2 separate regions of the Sus scrofa genome follow, and region 1 is linked to region 2. A link is a contact called in public Hi-C data. All regions are on one chromosome and are shown on one strand. Each heading gives the region's core, a stretch centred on a gene start, on an enhancer-like site or on the middle of the called end of the contact. The rest is flanking DNA. Distances are from core to core; before and after follow the strand shown. Region 1 overlaps DOCK8 (dedicator of cytokinesis protein 8). Region 2 holds the start of DMRT2 (doublesex- and mab-3-related transcription factor 2).

Region 1 (4,999 bases), core at 1,194-3,693, 560 kb before region 2:
AGCTGAGTGCTTCTGACTTAAGTCTCTCAAAAGGCCACAGTCAGGATGGTACCCAAGGCTGTGATCACCCCAAGGGTCAGCTAGGGGAGGATTCACTTCCATGCTCACTCGTGAAGTTGTCGACAGTATTCAGTTCCTCTTGGATTGTTAAGCTGAGGGCCTTCATTCGTCCCTAGCATTGGCAAGAGGTCTCCTTGAATTCCTTGCTATGTTGGATTCTCGATAGGGCAACTCACAAGAAGGCAGTTGGCATCTTTAGAATAAATGGGGTTGGGGGTAGAAAGAGAAGAGAGAGAAGCCAGAGTCTTTTTGTAGCCTAATCTCAAAACTGACCTCCTTGCACTTCTGCTGTATCCTGTTGGTTAGCCCCAAGCCACTGGGTCCAGTCCATAACCGAGAGGAGGGAGCCACACAGGGTGAGAGTACCAGGAGGCAGGCATCAATGGGAGCTGTCTTCGAACTGTTACCACTGTTCTTAATCAAGCTACAGAAAGTTGGGATGCTCCTGTTGTGTGACTCTGAAGGAGTGTGGGGAGGGAGGGAGGGAGGAAGCGATTGAGGGAGAAGGGAGGATTACTTCTGCCCATGCTGAGGACCAGGCTCTCCATAGAGAGTATTCCCATCATCCTGCTGTATTTCTCAGGCATCTGCAGTACATCTTTCCCTAGTAGAGAATTAATCTTTTCTTGACACATCTTCTAGGGTGAGAAGAGTCCCCACCACCAGCCCTCACTAACCCACACGCCAAAGAAACAAGCCTACTATACGAGGGAGCATTTTTTTCACCTAGGTTAAAGCAGGTTTCCCAAGTTTCCTTAGATTCACAGTAGCAGGGGGAAAATCCTAAGCTGTATCTATTAAGGCATGAGGTCCTTTATTCTGTTTCTGAGCATGTACCCTTCTACCCCACCATAGATTCACCTCCCTAAGCATCTGTTAACTTATATACATAGCTAAAATCTCTATAAACCCTCTGAGTGAAATGGAAAAAAGTAGCTGTGGAAGGGTGAGTTTTGCAGGATGCCTGAAACATCTCTTACTAAAGAAGTTCCAATATTTGCTCATGTAGAATAAAATACATTCTTATTAAATATTTTCTAGTCATCAAAAAAAAAAAAAACAAAACAAAAACAAAAAACACTGAAATAGGGTTCTAGTAACCCCCCTAGGAGCTGGGTCTATTTAACAGATTTCTGAGTCCTCCCTAAGTGAGAATCAAAAAAATTATCCAGACGACTTAGACCTTAAAACCGCATCATGGGTTCTGTGGTGGTAGTTGGGAGCTGGAAGAACTGTAGGTATTGAATGAATCCTTTGAGTATACTGTCGGTGTCAAGTTGAAGAAAGATAAAAAAAAAAAAACAAAAACAAAAAACCGAAAACAGCAACAACCGTGGACAGACCATAAATCTAACCTCTTTTAAGAAGGAAATAAACTGGGTAAACCAATTCATACTCAGGTGGACGTGACTGATATATAAAGCACTTATACATTCACTTTGCTAAGCAGAATTTCAAAAGAATATTTGATAACATGAATACAATAACCAGTAAAATTTCAACTAGTTCAACAAAGTATCATTTACAAAAATTTCAAGCCAGGTTGGAGAGAGACTTATTTTTTCCTAAAGTAGTCAGTTTTTCCCAGCATGTTTCAAGTGCTTATATGTGACTCTTTTCAATGGGAATCTGATCTGGATAAGACCTAAGATCACAAACATGCCAGCTTTCCCTTTGGGTCTTTTGCTGTTGAAACCTAGCTGGATTTTTTCTAAACAAATGAGTGGGTTTTAAGAAGAGTTCAGGTGCTTTCACCTGTTTCTGAAGGGTAACATTTGCTTTAGCCCAACCTGAGGTCCTGCTTTATTTCACAGCAATGCTGGCTTTCCCTGCTCTCACTTAAGAGGAACTTTTTATCTATCTCATAAAAATAAGGAGTGGGGATTGATGTAATAGGGAAGGTTCTCTACAAATATAGGAGCTGTGAGCATTTCATTAGTTCATGTTCAAAGACAAATTCTTAGTAGTTATGATAGTTGTTCTCTAAAAAGACACCCATATTTGATGTTCAAATTGTAGTTCCTCAGTTGAGAAAGCATGGTTTATATCCCCGCCAAAGTCCTTAAAAATGGTGTAATAATAAGTATCAAAGTTTGCTATTGGTTTTTTTTTTTCTCTCATTAGTTTTTGTTTTGGAGTGCATTGTTTGTTTGTTTGTTTGTTTGTTTTGCGTAACAAGACAGGAGAGAGAAAATACTGGGTCATTTATTGCAGTGTTTCCAAACAATTTGGTGACATTTTTGTCCCTGGCTTCTTAACTGCATTTGCTTTCTGTGAGGGTGGGGGGTAGAGGTCCCTGATATCCAGAATACAGTACTGGCATTCCTACAGCACACTGCAGCCTGGCCCACAGAGCACTGAGGTTACTGAGGGGCAAGCTGCTGCTGGTAACAGCATCCCCAGTGCCTCCTTCCAATCTTGTGCCACATCCCAGAGCAGGCAGCCTTGTGCAGACTCTGACTGGTGCCCTGGAACAAGTTTCACATTCCATTTTTCTTGCTTTGATTTCTAAAGATGGAACATTCTTTTCACCCTACACATGAAGGGTTTTCTTTCCATTTCTATGTTTCACTGATTCCTTTTTGAGTTTGTGCTTTGATCTAACCTAAAATATTAGAAATAAGAATAAACATAAATGATGGCATGAGGCCATGGAATGACGAGACAGGACATAGCAAATGTTTTATTTTTGTGCATTTATTTATAAACATTCCCATTCTAAAAAGCATCTGAGGCAGCTTACAGAGATTATATAACAAGGTATAAAATTTCTAAGTGAAAGGAAAATAAGAAAATCAGTATAAATCTGGGTGAGGTTAATATGCAGAATATAATTGTCGAGGTCCTTGACAATTCCTTTAAAAAGTCAGCTGCATATTTGACTTTGAGCTAACTAGAAGCCAAAAAAAAAAAAAAAAAAAAAAAGATTACAGTGAACTACAGGACTCATATATCTGCCAAATTAAAAAGAGGCTAGTTCTGGAATTCCTGTTGTGGCACAGTAGAAATTAATCCAACTAGGAACCATGAGGTTGCTGGTTCGATCCCTGGCCTCACTCAGTGGGTTAAGGATCCTGCGTTGCCATGAGTTGTGGTGTAGGTCACAGATGTGGCTCGGATCCTGTGTTGCTATGGCTGTGGCATAGGCCAGCAGCAACAGCTCTGATTCAATCCCTAGCCTGGGAGCCTCCATATGCTGCAGGTGTAGCCCTTAAAAAAAAAAAAAAAAAAAAAAAAAGGAGGCCAGTTCTCTTGGATGAGTGATTGTCAAACTTATATGTACATTTGAATCACCTGGGGCATTGTTAAAATGGGGTCCTAGTTCAGCAGGTCTGAGACGCATCCTAACTTGCCACAAGGTGATGCTGATGCTGATTCTGATACTGCTCCTCTAGGAATATCTTTTGAGTAGCAGAGTCTTAGGTCATCCGTAAGCATTTACAAAGCATGCCCCCACTTAAAATATATAGCCAAATTAGGTTTGAAGATTTCCTAGGCATTTCCAGAATGTACCAAATGTTAAACTCTTAAGTTTCTAACTTCATTTGCACTTGATTATTTAAAACAAACCAAAAACAAAACAAAAAAACCCACCTCTAACAGAGGGACAGTACTCGCTCTCATTTTTAAACCTTTTAAAAAATGCTTGGAGTTCACTGGTGGCCTAGTGGTTAAGGAATCGATGCTGTCACTACTGTGGCTTGGGTAGCGCTGTGGCTTAGGTTTGATCCCTGTCCTGGGAACTTCCTCCTGCTGCAGGCACATCCAAAAAAAAAAAAAAACTTACAGTTTGGGGAAACATACTTTAGCCCTTCTAAATAATTTAATAAAAGACCACATCATGATGAAGTTCTAGTGAGTCTGACTGTTAACCAAAGAGCCTGTTTACTGTTGTTCTTAAAAACTGTAGTGATTATGGGCACTGGGTCTAGTATGATGTTTAGAGCACCTGAATTTGAATTGCACTGTGCCATTGCTAGTTGTGTTACCTTGTGAAAGTTATGCCTCCTCTCTGAGCCTCAGTTTTATCATCTGCTTAATGAGGCTAATAGTAGCCCTGTCATTGGGACTATCAGCTCCTATTAGAGTGGTGCCTGTACATAGTAAGATTTAAAATTGCTAGGTACTTTTATTATTACATTTAAAATACATTTTGCTGGCAGTGAAATGTGAATGATAAAACCACCTTTACAGCTGCTCATTTTGCCTAAGTCCCTCAATAATATATCTAGATTTGTAGTTTTCTTTGGAGTGCTTGAATAAAAGATGTCAGTTAACTGTAGGATATTACTGATATTAATAGGCAGTTGAATTTTGTTCTGCTTAAATCAAAGTCTGTAGCTATCACATTAGTAAAAGGAATAAGAGCCACTGTGCTTTTTCTGTAGTTTTCAAATGAGGGAATCCTGTTCATACCATTGGTTTTGCTACCTTTCTGCTTTGGCCAATAGTTCATCAGTAATTTGGCTCTGTCTTTGTAAAAAGGACTAGAGAGGGAGCCCTTTGTGTTTGAAAACATAAGGAAAGAAAAAGAAATTACATTGCCAAAATAGGTTGAAAATGTTTACTTAAAAACTCACAGAGCTTCTTATATAGAAAGCTATTTCAATACTGTTGTATCAAGAGAGATACAGTTTTTTCTCCCCCCCCCCCCTTTTTTTGGCTTTTTAGGACTGCACTCACAGCATATGGAAGTCTCCAGGCTAGGTAGGGGTCAAATTGGAGCTGCAGCTGCCATCCTACACCACAGCCACAGCAATGCTGGACCTGAGCCATGTCTGAAACCTACACCACAGCTCACAGCAACACCAGATCCTTAACCCACTGAGCAAGGCCAGGGATCAAACTCACATCCTCATAGATGCTAGTTGGGTTCATAACCTGCTAGGCCACAATGGTAACTTCGAGATAGGCGTTAATTTACTATTGCATCTACCTC
Region 2 (5,665 bases), core at 1,638-4,137:
GGGCAGACAACTCCAGGGATCTTTCTGTCATGAAAACAAGAGTGACCTGGACACCCCATGGACATTGCTAGATTGTTCCAGATGTGAAAGGTTCCTGGCCAGATGAAAAGCAGCTTCTAGCAGCCCTGATTTTCCACTCCTATTGTTTTTCATTCCACCTGTCTAGAGATTGTCCGGAAAGTAAGGCTGAAGCAAAATCCACATCTCACCTTTACTGACACCTTATATTCCTTGAGCTGGCAGCGCCATCTTGTGGTGAAATTATGCTAACACCGTTTGGCACCGATCCCATGTTTTGCTTCCGCTCTCAGCTTTACCATGAGCTGTTTTTGTGACATCATCTTATCTTTCACACTTAATAGATAAAGTACAGTCATGTGCCTAGGCTCCATCAGCGCCGATGGCAACATTGCTCACTGTTTGTATGGCCCTCTTTATATTTGGGAAGAGTGATGACAAATGCCAGGTACCCAGGTAAAAACAATTTAAGTCTTTTTTGGGGTAGGATTTGAGGGATGCTTCTATCTCTTATGTACCCTTCTTGTAATCCTGAGTATTTGAGAATTCATAGTCTCTGTAATTAGAACTCACTGCCACATAAGTCTGGAGCACTTTCAAAAAGGCACAGTCTATATATATGACTGTATTTTGCTAAGGCAGGGTGTTTGTGCACTGAGATGAGGCCATTGTGTGTCTGAGAACATGAGGGACCAAGAGTGTCCAGGTAAGATTATTAATCAAGCTAATTCTAGAACCTTGGTACAAGGTATGGTCCAAGGACCAGTAGCAGCAGCAATGGCAGCTCTTTAGTAATGCAGACTCTTTTTTTTTGTTGTTTTTTGGGGCTGCACCTGCAGCATATGGAAGTTCCCAGGTTAGGGGTCAAAGCAGAGCTGCAGCTGCCAGCCTACACCACAGCCACAGCAACGCAGGATTCAAGCTGCATCTGTGACCTACACCACAGCTCATAGCAATACCAGATCCCTGACCCACTGAGCGAGGCCAGGAATCAAACCTGCATCCTCACAGATACTAGCCGGATTCATTTCTCCTGCACCACAACGGGAACTCCAGTAATGCAGACTCTTGAGTAACACCCCAGACCTTCTGATCTGAATTTTAATTAGAACCTCAGTGATTAGCATGCACCTTAAAATTTGAAAAGTCCTGAGCTGTAGCAGTGGTTCTCAACTTGTGTTACACATTTGAGTAACTCGGGGGCTTTTAAAGATCCTGATACCCAGGTCTCACCTCAGACCGATTTCATTAGACCCTCTGGGGGGTGAGACACAAATTTAGAAACCGATTGACCATTTAGAACAGGTCCATACCATCACCAAGAGCTGGACTTCCCCATAAAGATAGTTCAGGAAAGCTTGACATAGACCCTTTCTTCCTTACAAAAAGTGACAAAACCCAGCAAAAGTGCTCCAGTAGCAAATATGCTAAGGAAGAGGTAAGTATTCTTCCTAAAGAGTTAAAAGCTTTAAAATGGGGTGGACGAGAAAATAAACACAAGATTCAGGTGTAGAACAGAGAAGACCTACCCACCCAAACTTTCACCAGATGGGATGGTGTTTCAGGGAAAGGAGGCTTTTTCAGAATCCCAAGAATTCTCACTATGATCTACCAAAATAGAGACAAAAAACCTGGAGAGTAAAATAGGCAGGCTGAAGGAAAAGTTAAGAGGATTGTGAGTTCTTGAGACCTCAGCAGAAGCAAGAAAACCAACAGCTTTAGTTGTTTCCCGGGGACCTGTCAGAACCTGATGAAAGTCCTCTGAAGGAATGAGATTCATCTCCTGGTCCAGGATGCGTGTAAAACCTTATGTTGACGAGGGAGCTTAGGACCTTCAGTAAAAATCTGCACAGTCCCAGCAGAGCTCTCCGTGCCTTTAGGCTGGAAAAATTGGGTAATACATAGTATGCAGCTTTCCAGAAGCTGTTTGGACTTCAGAAGACCAGGTCTCAGGTAGTCAGGAAAAATTCAGATCAAATCGATCCCAGGTATTATAAACATAATTGCCTGCAGGGGCCAGGCAGGTGCTGTAAATAAGTGATGCTGGTTACAAGTGAGGCAATAAAGGGTGTGGTCCATGGTAACTAAAGAGCAAAAGCTTTATCTGAAGCAGTGGTTCTTAAAGTGTGATTCCCCAGCAGTCTCGGCATCACCTGGGAACTTGTTAGAGATGCAAATTTCTTAAATATACTCTGTAGGTGGAGCCTAGGCAAAACTATTTTAACAAGCTCCCCCAGATGGTTCTGATGTTCATCAAAGTTTAAGAGCTGCCAATATGGAAAGTCTCTAGCTGATGGTTGCTATCTGACAATAAGTAAGTCCGGTACTGTCCTGTCTTACGATTTTTTTTTTTTTTCCAACAGAAGCTATAGTTCTGGAATGTTATGTGGAAGCTCCCAATTTTCAAATGTTGGTAACAAGTTTGTATTTTGTAGAAAACATCGAGTGGACCAAACAAGATACACGATTGTTTCACAGGGTGCAAGTCTGATTGATGGATAATATCTGGATGAAATTGCCCATGTTAAGCATGACAAAGATGAAAAGAAATGACATGGCAAATGTATAAAATACTACAGGAAAGAAAAGGAATGAATGAAAGGGAAGGAATCTTTATGTAAGGATAGATGAACAACTCAATGTAGAAGGAAAAAATACCCCCTAAAAAAGAAAACTCAAAAATTAGATGACAAAATGGTAACAAAATGGAGCCATTACACTTTGAAGAGATTTGAGATACATCCTCACTTTTAAACCCAGCAAACGGACAAACACTGCAATTCAGTGCACATGCTTTAGCCAGCCCACCGCTGAGTGCCATGCCTTCCTTCTGAAAGTCAGCCAAGCAGAGAGGGGCCCGCCTCCCGCTGCCAGCCAATCAACAACAGTCTCATCCAGTGACGTCATCCACGTACGCCCCTAAGCCCGCCTTTCCCAACTCTTAGATTAGATGGTCTTGTCTAATGGACAAACTGTAATAAGGCACTTCCTTCAGGTTTGTCTTTTTTATTTCAGATATTGAATGGGGGTCTCATGCTTTGTCGAATTCAAGGAACGAAAAAGTTGAAGTAAAATGAGATGGGTGGTAAGAAATGAATGTGTCAACTGAAAAAAAATGCTTAATGTGGGAATTGTGAGTTTAGTTTCATTTGGGTCAAAGGAGGACTCTAAACCAGGGAGGCAGCATTTCGGAGAGCTCTGAGAAACCACATATATATGTGATTTTGCTGACGGAAGAGATACATGCAGTCGAGCACAGGGTTTGTAGAGGCTTCCTAGTCAGCATGTCACCATGAAGGAATTTAGTGCTTTTCTGGATATGAGGAGATGCTAGAATTGGGCTCACAAAATCGTCTGAAAATATCTATCTGAAGACCTGTTCTGCCAGTTTTCCCAGAGCACAGAGTGCCCCACTTCTGATCTCAATCCTGAGCTCCTTTCAAGGGGTGTTGAAGGTCAGCAGCTGCAGTGGCTCATGATTTAATCCACTTAGAGGTAGATGGCAAGTGCCCGTCTCCAGTTGGCAAATGATAATAACCAGAACAAAGAATAGAACAATGATTGTGGTTATTGAATAGGATGTAAATGTTGTAGGTTGACAAAGTAAAATAAGACTAACAACAACAAAAACAGAAGGTTGGGGGAGCAAGGTGGAAGGAAAGATGTTTAATCTCTGCTTTTTTTTTTAACCTGGCATCATTTAGCAATATCTAAAATTCAACCAAAGTGTTAAAAAATTTAAAAAAGAATGGCTCAGCGGTTAATGAACCTGACTAGGATCCATGAAGATGTGGGTTTGATCCCTTGTCTTGCTCGGTGGGTTAAGGATCTGGCATTGCCGTGAGCTGAGGTATAGGTGGCAGATGCAGCTCAGATCCAGTGTTGCTGTGGCTGTGGTGTAGGCCAGCAGTTGTAACTCCAATTTGAACCCTAGCCTGGGAACCTCCATATGCCACGAGTGTGGCCGTAAAAAGAGCAAAAAAAAAAAAAAAAAAAAAAAAAAAGAAAGAAAAAAGAAAAAAGACTCTACAATGTTAGTCTTCCCCCATTATCTTTACAAATTATTTTTATTGTAATATAATTTAAATATGTGTGCTAATATGACTAGATATTATCTTCATATACTTGTAGTGTTTATACAAAGTAAATTCAAACAAAACCAGTAAAATCCAGATTAGCAACAATTTAAAAGTATATGTTGAATATGACATCCCTACAGAAAAGAGCACACAGATCATTGTATGGCAAAATGAAATTTTCACAGGATGAACACACTCATTGTCAGCACCAGGATCCAGTCTTAAAACATTGGCAAGACCTCAGAGCCACCTCTTGTTCATCCTTTCAATCATCAGCTTCTCCAACAAAGGTAACCCAAATGTGATTTCTAATTCCAGCTTCGTTTTGCCTTTTTAAACTTTATGAAAATGGAAGCATACAGTGTGCTCTTTTTTTGTGACTGGCTTTTTTCACTCAATGTTCCATCTGTTATGTTAACCCACATTGTTGCATGTGGTTGTATTTTATTTTCATTTTACGTGGTTTTCTATGGTATGAATATACCATAGTTTATCCATTCTATGGATAAATGGGCATTTGAGCTATTTCTGGCTTTTGGCTACTGGGAACAGTGCTTCTGTGAACATTCCTACACATGTCTTTTGGTGAACATCTGTTCATTTTTTTTTACATATATTCCTAGAAGTGGAGTTGCTTGGACAGAGTATACATATGTTCCATTCAAGTAGATGCTGCTGAACAGTTATCCAAAAGAGTTGTAGCAATTTATGCTCCCACCAGCAGTGCATGAAAGTTGCAGATGTTCTATATTCCTGCCAACAGCTGGTACTGTCAGTCTTTTTAATTTTAGTCATTCTGGTGGGTGTTCAGTGATTATCTCACCGTAGTTTTATGTGCATTTCTCTGACAGCTAATGACACGGAGCACTTTTTCACATTTCTGTTAACCGTTTGGATATTCTCTTTCATATAGTATCGATTCATATTTTTTCATTATAATTGGATTGTCTGTCTCTTTTTAATGATTTGTAGAAGGTTTTATATGTTGTGAATTCAGGTCTATTATTGGATGTTTTAATAACAAAAGTTCTTAATTTTAGTGAAGTCTAAGGTGATGAAGTCCTTTTGTCTAGGAGCTTTATTGCTTTATACTTCGTATTTAGATTTGCAGTTCATCTGGAATTGATTTTTGTGTATGGGAAGAGGTAGGGGTCAAGATTTATTTATTTTTTTCATATAGGTTTCCAGTTAATCCAGCACCACTTAGTGAAAAGACCATCTTCCCTTCACTGTATGGCGATTCCATCACAAACCATGTGACTGTCTGAAGGCTTGTTTCTAGTCCATTTTTAAGTCTTTTGGTCAGTCTGTTTATTCCTCTGTCAGTATTACACTGTCTTAATTATTAGAGCTTTACAGTCTTTTTTTTTTTTTTTTTGTCTTTTTTTGCTATTTCTTTGGGCCGCTCTCGCGGCATATGGAGGTTCCCAGGCTAGGGGTCGAATCGGAGCTGTAGCCACTGGCCTACGCCAGAGCCACAGCAACGCGGGATCCGAGCCACATCTGCAACCTACACCACAGCTCACGGCAACACCGGATCGTTAACCCACTGAGCAAGTGCAGGGACT

The links. Hi-C and Micro-C count contacts between places; a contact is called where the count stands out from the background.
Region 1: a contact with region 2 is called in a Hi-C map of fetal skeletal muscle, with 2.3 times the contacts expected there. The contact joins the enhancer-like site here to the promoter of DMRT2 in region 2. A contact is called at or near these places in 7 of 47 Hi-C or Micro-C datasets (brain, embryonic fibroblasts, epiblast stem cells and 4 more).

Annotation. Positions count from the first base shown.
Region 1 is chr1:221,356,570-221,361,568 of Sscrofa11.1, reverse strand. All of the region lies in intron 14 of DOCK8 (dedicator of cytokinesis protein 8), which reads left to right. Among named protein-coding and RNA genes, the nearest start is that of C1H9orf66, 130 kb to the left of the region's middle. Within about 2 kb of position 2,443, at least 1 of the 83 cell types and tissues checked has an H3K27ac peak or open chromatin away from gene starts, as enhancers often do. A contact at or near this core is called in fetal skeletal muscle, where this site is marked.
Region 2 is chr1:220,797,001-220,802,665 of Sscrofa11.1, reverse strand. It overlaps DMRT2 (doublesex- and mab-3-related transcription factor 2), which reads left to right and starts at 2,887. Exons shown (of 7, transcript XM_013993599.2): 1 at 2,887-3,013; 2 at 4,283-4,387.